Regions from separate parts of the Mus musculus genome. Here region 2 is linked to region 1. Evidence: chromatin contacts called from public HiCAR-type data. All regions are on one chromosome and are shown on one strand. Each heading gives the region's core, a stretch centred on a gene start, on an enhancer-like site or on the middle of the called end of the contact. The rest is flanking DNA. Distances are from core to core; before and after follow the strand shown.

Region 1 (4,589 bases), core at 1,327-3,826:
GTCTCAAGATCCATGTCATGAAAATTAGTCAGTTTTTGCCCTGAACGTCTTCAGTAACTAGCTTAAATTTTCTTTTCTTTTTTTTTTAAAGATTTATTTATTTTTATTTATATGAGTACACTGCAGCTGTCTTCAGACACACATTAGAAGAGTGCACTGGATCCCATTACAGATGGTTGTGAGCCACCATGTGGTTGCTGATTTGAACTCAGGACCTCTAGAAGAGCAGTCAGTGCTCTTAACCGCTGAGCCATCTCTCCAGCCCTAGCTTAAAATTTCTAAATGAAACTTCATCATTCTGTAGATCTTCAAGGCTCACTTCAAACGTAGGACTCTTGAGCAGATACAGTTTTGGATCCTTGAGTCCCTTGTGACCGTCGTTTTCCCAATGTTTTTAATACTAGCTGGAACTTTCATATCACACCAGTCTTTCTTAGAAAATCGGTCAACCTTTCACCACACGCTTGCTCTTGCCTGCCAAGGTACTCCTTAGAGAGCCATTTTATATGCAGCTAACAGTTGAAAGGGGAGGGAGAGGCAGGTTGTAAGTGGTGGAGCCACTGGTCAGGTGCCATGTTCCCATAAACAACACTAAGGAAATCACTGTGTCTCAAAAATGTAAAAGAAAAAAAAAAAGGCATGAAAGTAGAAGGGGCTACTAAAAAGGAAGTCAGTGAAAGGGAGCAAGGGAAGGTGACAGAGGGGGAGAATAACTGAAAAACATTATATACACATTTGAGGGCAAAATGATTATGTACAATTAATATAATAGAAACATCAAATAAAAATTATTCTCTAGAAGGGGTCAAGAAAATAAGATGTTTCATCTGTGGTATGGTTTAATAGTTGCCTAAATTATTACTATTTGGAAGTGTTTGGAATATTTTAAAATTTACCTTTTTTTTTTTTTGAGCTAGGACCTCACTTTGTAACCTTGACTTGGCCTGGAGCTCAATATGTACACCAGGTTGGCCTCAATCTCAGAGATATTCATCAATCTCTGTCTCTCCAGTGCGGGGGTTAAAGGCATACACCACCTTGAATGTCTTTAAATTACATTTTGCTTGGTGTCCTCCAAGTCAGGGTGGGTGACAAGTGCTTTAATCACTGAGCAGTATCAACCAGCCCCAAACTGACCTATTTTTTTTAAAGCATGGCATAGAGAGTTTAATTCTTACTATTGGCGACTAGTTTCTGACTATTGCTATTTGTTTTGTACTATAATTATTCTTTAATCATTTATTATTGGGGCTGGGAAGATGGCTTGGTGCATTAAAAAGCACTTGCTTTGTAAGCAGTAAGTTCCAGAGTTCGAATCTTCAGTCAAGTAAAAAGCCTGCTGTGGTTTCAAATACCTGTTGCTCCATTGGGTCACCCCTGTCCTGGGAGGTGGAGGCTGGAGAATAATTTCAGATAACCCTGAGCGACTGTGAGGCCAGTACTTGTTAAATAGAGTGGCACACTCTCTAGCCTAGACTGACCTAGAATTACAGCGACCCTCTCTGCCTCAGTCTCATCACTTCTGGTACAGGTGTGAGCTGTACCAGATGACTTCCTTTTTTTTTTTTTTTAATTATAAAATAAAAACAGTATATTATCATATGCTGTTGTAGCAACTTCCTTGAACTTAAGTTTTCTCCCCGTGTTTATTTTTATTAAAAATTTCACCTTACTTTAACCTTAACACTATCCGTTTAATACAAAAAGGTTTCCTGGTCCAGCAAGATGGCTTAGTAGGTAAAAGCGTCGGGCGCCAAGCTTGACTTGATACCTGGGACCCACATGAAGAAAGGGGAGAACTGACTTTGGTTGTCCTCTGACCTCTCTCCGTGCGTACGCACACTAAATGAAAAAAAGTATTTGAAAATAAGAACAAAACCCAAAGAGTTTCCTTATAGTACGTGGAGAGCAGAAGTCAATTCAAGGGAGTTGGTTCTCTCCTTCCTGGGGAACGAAGGCGGGTCCGCCCTCTCGGTGGCAGGCTTTACCCACAGTCATCTCGTCGGCCCTGATAGTCTGTTTCTTAAGAAATGCGGGCGGTTCAGACCAGACTTATAAAGAACGAGTTTAAACTTTCAAAGGCAGGGCTTAGGGGCAGACCCAACTCGAGTACAAAAAGTGCGGGCTACTTTGGCGGATTCTATGGAACACTGGCCTCCCACGTGTCTTCCAGGAAACTGAAGGAAGGCTGGGGAGAGCGGGAGGGGCTTCGCGCAGGGGGTCCGGGAGCGAGCCTGGGAAGCGTGGCTGGGGCGCCGGTCCTAAGGGCCGACGAAGCCCGCCCTCGGTGGATCCGTGCCCCGCCTTCGAGTGGCGGAGAAGGAGACCCGCGGAGACCCCGGGTAGAGCGACAGGTGGGCACACGGCCAGCCCCACGCCAGCAGGTTCCGCGAGGCGCCGGCGTTGAGCCCCGGGAGCCGCCGTAGCCCCGCCCCCCGGCGCGTGGCGCTCGTGACGTCGAGAGCGCGGGCCACTCTCCTTTCAGAGGTCGCGCTCTTCCGAACGGTCGGGCCGAGGCGCGCGTGCGCAGTTGGGAGGGGAAGTGAGGCGGTTTCCTCGGCGCCTTTTCCGGCAGCGGCGGCGGCGGCAGCAGAGCTAGGAGGAGGAGGTGGAGGCCGGAGGGAACCCGCGCTCGGGGCGGCGGCTGGAGGTAACCTCAAGGGCCGAGCCCGAAAGGCGGGCCGCGTCGGTCTGGGCGCCCCCTCGGAGGCCCGGCGGTAACTCCCTTCTCCCTCTCTGTGTCCCTGCAGGCGAGCACCCGCGAGTTCCCGCGAGGATCCATGACCTGACCGGGCGCCGAGCCGCGCTCGTCGTCGGGGTGGTGACCGGGGTCGGTGCCGAGTCCGGTGCTCGCAGGCCGGCAGGCCGGCCGCAGTTGGAGCCGGCGCGTGCCGAGGCGGCGGAGGAGCTGTCGGCGGCGCTTGCTCGCTCGCTCGTTCGCGCGGCGCCTGCGGGGGGGAAGGGCAGTTCCGGGCCGGCCGCGCCTCGCCTCGCCTCGCTTGAGCAGGGCGGCGGCTCTCCCGGCGCAGACGCAGGGCCCCGGCGGCGGGCGATGCCCGAGTGAGCGCAGGCCGGGCCCCTGCTCCCCTAGCCGGCAGCTTCGCGCAGGCCGCAGGGCGTCCTCGCAGCGGGGCGGCGACGTTTCGGGCTCGCGGCGGCGTTGTAGGCTTGAGGGGACCCGGGACACCTGAATGCCCCCGGCCCCGGCTCTTCCGACGCGATGGGGAAGGTGCTATCCAAGATCTTCGGGAACAAGGAAATGCGGATCCTCATGCTGGGCCTGGACGCAGCCGGCAAGACAACGATCCTGTACAAGTTGAAGCTGGGCCAATCGGTGACCACCATCCCCACGGTGGGCTTCAACGTGGAGACGGTGACTTACAAAAACGTCAAGTTCAACGTGTGGGATGTGGGCGGCCAGGACAAGATCCGGCCGCTCTGGCGGCATTACTACACCGGGACCCAGGGTCTGATCTTCGTGGTAGACTGCGCCGACCGCGACCGCATCGACGAGGCCCGCCAGGAGCTGCACCGCATTATCAATGACCGGGAGATGAGGGACGCCATCATCCTCATCTTCGCCAACAAGCAGGACCTGCCCGATGCCATGAAACCCCATGAGATCCAGGAGAAACTGGGCCTGACCCGGATTCGGGACAGGAACTGGTATGTGCAGCCCTCCTGTGCCACCTCCGGGGACGGACTCTATGAGGGGCTCACATGGTTAACCTCTAACTACAAATCCTAATGAGCGTCCTCCACCCAGCCCCCGGAAGGAGAGAAATCCAAAACCCATTCCTAGGATTATCGCCACCTCCATCACCTCTTTGAATTGCCACTCTCTTTTTGAATCTGAACTCTGGAGTTACTGTTCTACAGTTTAGTGGGGTTGGGGGTTTTCTTTGTTTCCTTTTTTTTTTTTTTTTCCCTCTTGGCTTTGCGTTAGGATGCTCTGATCTGACATTTGACACGAATACAGTGCTAGATGCCTTGTGACTTCCAGCAAACGGGGTGGGGTAATAGCAACTCTTGGTAAAGTCCTTTATAATAATGGTTTGATTTTTTTATTTCGAGAGAATCTTCCCCCCCATGTATGCTTTTTTTCCTTTTTGCCCAGGTTCTTATCACTTGCTGTAGATGGCTTATTTTGCATTCATGCAGACTATGTTCCAAGTCTGTTTCATCTAGTAAACTGAAAATTATTGCTTAATCAAACTGCCGTTTGTCTTTTATATTTAAGGCCTCCCCCCCCTTCCTCCTTAGCGCTAACTTTAGCAGTTTCAAATGTGACCTTTTATAGCCAAGACCAGTATGGTGAACTAAGCCCACAGTGGCAAGATAATGAGTAATAGCAGTGTAATGTTCCAGTTGCACATGAGTGTGTCAGACAGGTAATGTCAGGAGCCCCTGGCAGTGTCAGCCATTAACGTGCATGAGGAGGAGTACAGCTCGAGCTCCCTTCACCCTAGCTAACTGCCGCCTAGAACAAGCAGCGCAGCCTGTAAAGCCTACAGGTCTCTTCCACTGCAAAGTTAGCAACTTCGCTGTTTCCCTCTTCTTACCTTTAAAAATACTCTTTCCAGAAAATG
Region 2 (4,630 bases), core at 997-3,496, 610 kb after region 1:
AAGAAAACAGATTTTAAATTTTAAGACAATACTAGAACTTTAAATGAAGATTATTTTCCCAAGCAAATACATTTATAATCTGCATTAATATGCAGGTGTAAACTCAGCTACAAACGAATGGATGCTGCATATTGCCATACATGATACAATGTCACTAAGCTGAAAGTAACCTAACAAACCAATTCCTTTACCAGCATCATGTATGACTACAGTTTGGTGTTTTCACTTGATTTAAGTATCACCAAGAATCTTTCTTCACAAACACATCTCATTAAAATAAAATTTAAAGAAAAAACCGCAAAGTCAGATTTCCTGTAAAAGACTTTTTTATTGGTAATTTTTTTTTTTTTGTCTTTCTATCAGGAATTACCCGGTTCTAAGCACAATTATCAAAACTAGAAAGCAAGACCTTTCAGTGTGGAAACTGAAAAATAAAGTCATCTACTTCCAAAGATGCACACAAACCCTGGATCTACTGAAAAAGCCTGGAAAGAATTATGGCTCCTTTAAAAGCAGATAACCCAAACCAAGGTCATGGCTGCTGATTTGAATGTGCAAACAGCTTTCATGTTCTTAGAAAGCAACTACCTTTAAAATATGAAACCTGGATATAGAACACATTTTCTGAATTCATTAAATCAATGTCACTAAGGGTGTCAGAAGCTAACACTACAGTAACTTAATATTGGAATAATTAACTGTCGATGACACAAATTCTGTATGGAGTCACTCACTAAAAGACTCAACAAGTGGCATGACTTCAAATGATGCTTAATAAACTTTATTTGCAGCAAAAAGCAAGCTATCACCTAAAAAAAACAGAAAAACAAGCTCTTAAAAATGGTTTCAGTTACTGACACATCCACCCCACCAACTGTGTTGTCTAGCACTCCAACTACTAACAGAACCTGTAAGGCTGGACACATGGTCACAATGGAAAAATATGCTCTCCACCCCTTTCTGCGGGATCTTGGGCAAATACTAGGAACCCCTGTGAGCAGCTTTCCCAATTACAATATGAGGTAATGCTTAATTTAAGTCACACGGTTACTTCCAGTTTCCAAGAAGGAAACTTACACAAGGGGTCCAGCTCCTAGAATGAGAACCAAAGGATTAGCTCTCTGACTACCCAAGAATTTTAAAAAAGGAGAATCAAGGCGTTCAAGTTAAAAACTCAAATATTTTAAACGGAGAAGAAAAGCTACGTACGGGAGGGGACGGAACATATGTCGGAAAGAGGAATAAAGTTAGGAACTTGCCTGGTATGGCTGAAATTATTCTGAATACTTTGCTTTTTTTAATTTTAGGAGCAAAGCCTAATCCAAATACGTTAATGGCTTGTCTACTCTGGGAAATGAAAAGACTCTGGGTAGTGGCTACAAGTATCAGGTTCTTTGCCTCACAAGTCTGTGTCCCGCTGAAGGACTAAGGAATCCAGTCTCTCTCTCGTGTGTGTGTGTGTGTGTGTGTGTGTGTGTGTGTGTGTGTGTGTGTGTGTGTGTGTGTGTGTGTGTGTGTGTTACTTAGGGCGCTGGTAGTGGCTACAAGTATCAAGTCTCTCGTGTGTGTGTGTGTGTGTGTGTGTGTGTGTGTGTGTGTGTGTGTGTGTTACTTAGGACGCTGGTAGTGGCTACAAGTATCAAGTATCAGGTTCTTTGCCTCACAAGTTTGTGTCCCGCTGCAGGACTAAGGAAGGAATCCACTCTCGCGTGTGTGTGTGCGTGTGCGAGTGCGTGAGCCGACGAGTGGCGCTGCGATGGTCGCAAACGCGGGGCCCGGACGTACCCAGCAGAGAGGTGCCCGGGTCGAAGCACTTTTTCCCCAACACCACGGACAGCCATGCATTTCCCAGAGTCGGTCTTCCAGCACCACCCGAGGCTGCGCCGGGTCCCCACCCGCCACCGCCCACGACACTCACTCCGCAGCAGGGGCGACGTCTCCTTCTTCACGTACTTGCCCTGCACCTCGGCCGGCTTAGACACCTCGTTTTTGGTTTTCTTGCGGGACAGCATCCTCGCGGACGACTCCCGCCGCCGCCCCAGCAGCCTCGCTAGGGCCGCGAGCCTGCCGCCCGCCGCCGCCTCCCGGGCCGCCGCCGCCGCCTTCGCCTCGGGTCTCCGCCGCCCGCGCCCGCCCGCAGGCTCCGCCGCATGTTGGCCGCGCTAAGCGCGCCCGCCGCCGCTCAGTCGCAGGGCAGCTCCTCCCGGGAAGTCAGCCGGCTCAACGACGCCGCCCGAGGCCGCCTTGGGACAGGGCCGCGGCCGCCCACCAGGGCCATGGTCCGCCGCCCGGAGCCGCTACCGCTGCGGCCACCGCCTACGTCCGGTAAACTTTCCCCGCGCCGCTGGGAATGCTGGGAAAGCCGACGCGCACGGGCCGCCCCTCCCCCGCCGGGCGCGGACGCGGCTGCGTGCGGCGACTCGCGACGGGCGGGCGGCTAACGGGCCGGGTGTGGCGACCATCGCGGCCCTCAGTGCGGCTGCGCGGGCCGGCTCCCGCCGCTGGGGAGCTGGAGTCCGGGCGGTCCGGAGCCCGCTGGGCGGCGAGCGGCTCTCGCCTTGGACTTGCCTACCGCCCTGCTTCCCGCAACCGCAGCCGCGTGTCCTGGTTGCTGAGGGAAGGCAGCCCTCGGGTGTGCTGGGACCGCGAGGGCTACACCTAGTAACACAGATGACTCTTCTGGTGACAGCGTGACTACTGTAAAAACTGAGTCTCCGTTTCTTCTGTCCTCTTATTATCTCCCCCAACCCTTGGTAGCCCACCCCCTTTTGTGCCCCCCATCCCCATCCGCGCTTTCGGATTAAAAAAGAAGATGGAGTTTCTACAGCTCCTAAGATAAATTTGACGTTAGTGTATTTATTTCATCATTTTAATATGTATTCTTAATAACCACATGCCTTCTCTTGCAGTTAAGTCTTAGAATTTTGAAGCCTTTGAGCACCAGAGTTCAGAACTGGGAGTTTTCTATCTAATATATCAGATTCTACTTTGTTCTCTTTAACTCGCTCAGGTACACAGAATAACTTGGAGAATAAGATTGGGACTCACTCCTCTTGATCAAAGTAAGGCTTTCATAATGAAGAGAATGTGCTTAAAACACAGAAGCAAAACACCAACCTCAGAACAAGACACCAAACTGCTCTTTTTTTTAGCCATGCACAAAGACATTTAATCAGTTGTCTGTCTCCTGTGTTTTTATGAAATGTTTCCTTGTTAAAGGTCCCTATAATCCTATAACAAATATTTTATTGAGCACCCAGCATCCAAGGTGCTGTTTTAGGTGTCTGGGATATAACAACAAAGGTCCTGCGGTTATGGGGAAGAGAGATCACAAAAAATAAAACTAGTAAGCCATAGTATGTAACAGAGTGAGCGCTGAAGGAAGCATAAACAAGAGAGATCCCACAGCTTGGAAAGGGGGTCGGATAATGAAGCCAGTGAGAAGGCAATGCTGGAATTAGCTTGCTATGGTGCTATCTGGAGTGAGGCCTCAGAAGAGCAAATGCAAGTCACTGCAAGTGGTCGTGTTTCTGGCTCATTGTAGGAATAGGAAGAGGGTCACGTAGCTGGAACTGGAACAGAGAAGAGTAGAGGGAAATGAAGTTCCTTGGTAACTGGCCACCCACCTAGGCCTTTGGAGTAGAGGAGAGACGTATTTAATGCGATCACTTTGGATGCTGTGTGAGAGTAGACTGAATGGGGGAGTGGGGTTTCAAAATAAGGGAGGTGATAAAAAAATATTGCTAGCATGCATATGGATAAAGGCAGCAGGACAAGCGCTAAGTGATTGTAGGCATTTTAGAGTTGCAGCAGGGTTTGCTGACAGATTGATTATGGCATAAGAGTAAAAAAAAAAAAAGCTAGAGAAAGGACCCAAGGAGCTGAAGGGGTTTGCAGCCCATAGCAACAATATGAACTAACCAGTACTCTCAGAGCTCCCAGGGACTAAATCACCAACCAAAGATTACTCATGGTGGGACTCATAGCTCCAGCTGCATATGTAGCAGAGGATGGCCTAGTCGGTCATCAATGGGAGGAGAGGCCCTTGGTCCTGTGAAGTTTCTATGCCCCAGTGTAGGGGAATGCCAGGACCAGGAAGCGGGTGTGGGTGGGTTGGTGAGCAGGGGGAGAGAGGAGGGGAGAGGGAGTTTTTGGAAGGCAAACCGGGAAAGGGGATAACATTTGAAATGTAAATATCTAATAAAAAGAAAAAGAGAACAAAGGGTTGCTCCTTGTGTAAACCTTCATTACCCAAACGCAGTTCATAGAGCACGTTGTCTGAGGAGAGGAAGCGCACTCAAGTATTGCTGTGGTTCAGATACAAATGCTAGCTCTAAAGAGTCGGTAGTGCAGATAGAGAACACGCAAGGGTGAAAGAGAAAAGACAATGGGGTTTTCCGTGAAGAATTTGAGGAAGGGAGGTAAAGGAGAAAGAAGTTGCCCTAAAATTCCCAAGGCTGACCTCAGAGGACAGGAAGTGAGGTTGCTGGGATCTTGTTAAGATAGTTCCTTAGACCTGGGCTTTCCAGAGAATGGAGTGAAGTATGCTTTCCACATTCATGAGAGGAAAAGTCATAGGATTTTGTAGCTGGATGGGAGTTCTGAAATCAACTATGTTAAACTCATGAAA

What was found. HiCAR-type assays count read pairs that join an accessible place to other places.
Region 2: a contact with region 1 is called in a HiCAR-type map of astrocytes, with 2.9 times the contacts expected there. The contact joins the promoter of Sav1 here to the promoter of Arf6 in region 1. A contact is called at or near these places in 2 of 39 promoter capture datasets (liver and pre-B cells), 2 of 484 Hi-C or Micro-C datasets (both in embryonic stem cells), 3 of 115 datasets of contacts at active chromatin or transcription factors (astrocytes, embryonic stem cells and memory CD8 T cells) and 1 of 9 other capture datasets (liver).

What each region holds. Positions count from the first base shown.
Region 1 is chr12:69,369,574-69,374,162 of GRCm38.p6, forward strand. It overlaps Arf6 (ADP-ribosylation factor 6), which reads left to right and starts at 2,577. Exons shown (of 2, transcript NM_007481.3): 1 at 2,577-2,650; 2 at 2,751-4,589. The coding sequence starts at 3,221. The coding sequence ends at 3,748. It also overlaps the pseudogene Gm18113.
Region 2 is chr12:69,984,756-69,989,385 of GRCm38.p6, forward strand. Sav1 (salvador family WW domain containing 1) reads right to left here and starts at 2,247. Exons shown (of 5, transcript NM_022028.2): 1 at 1,919-2,247. The coding sequence starts at 2,012.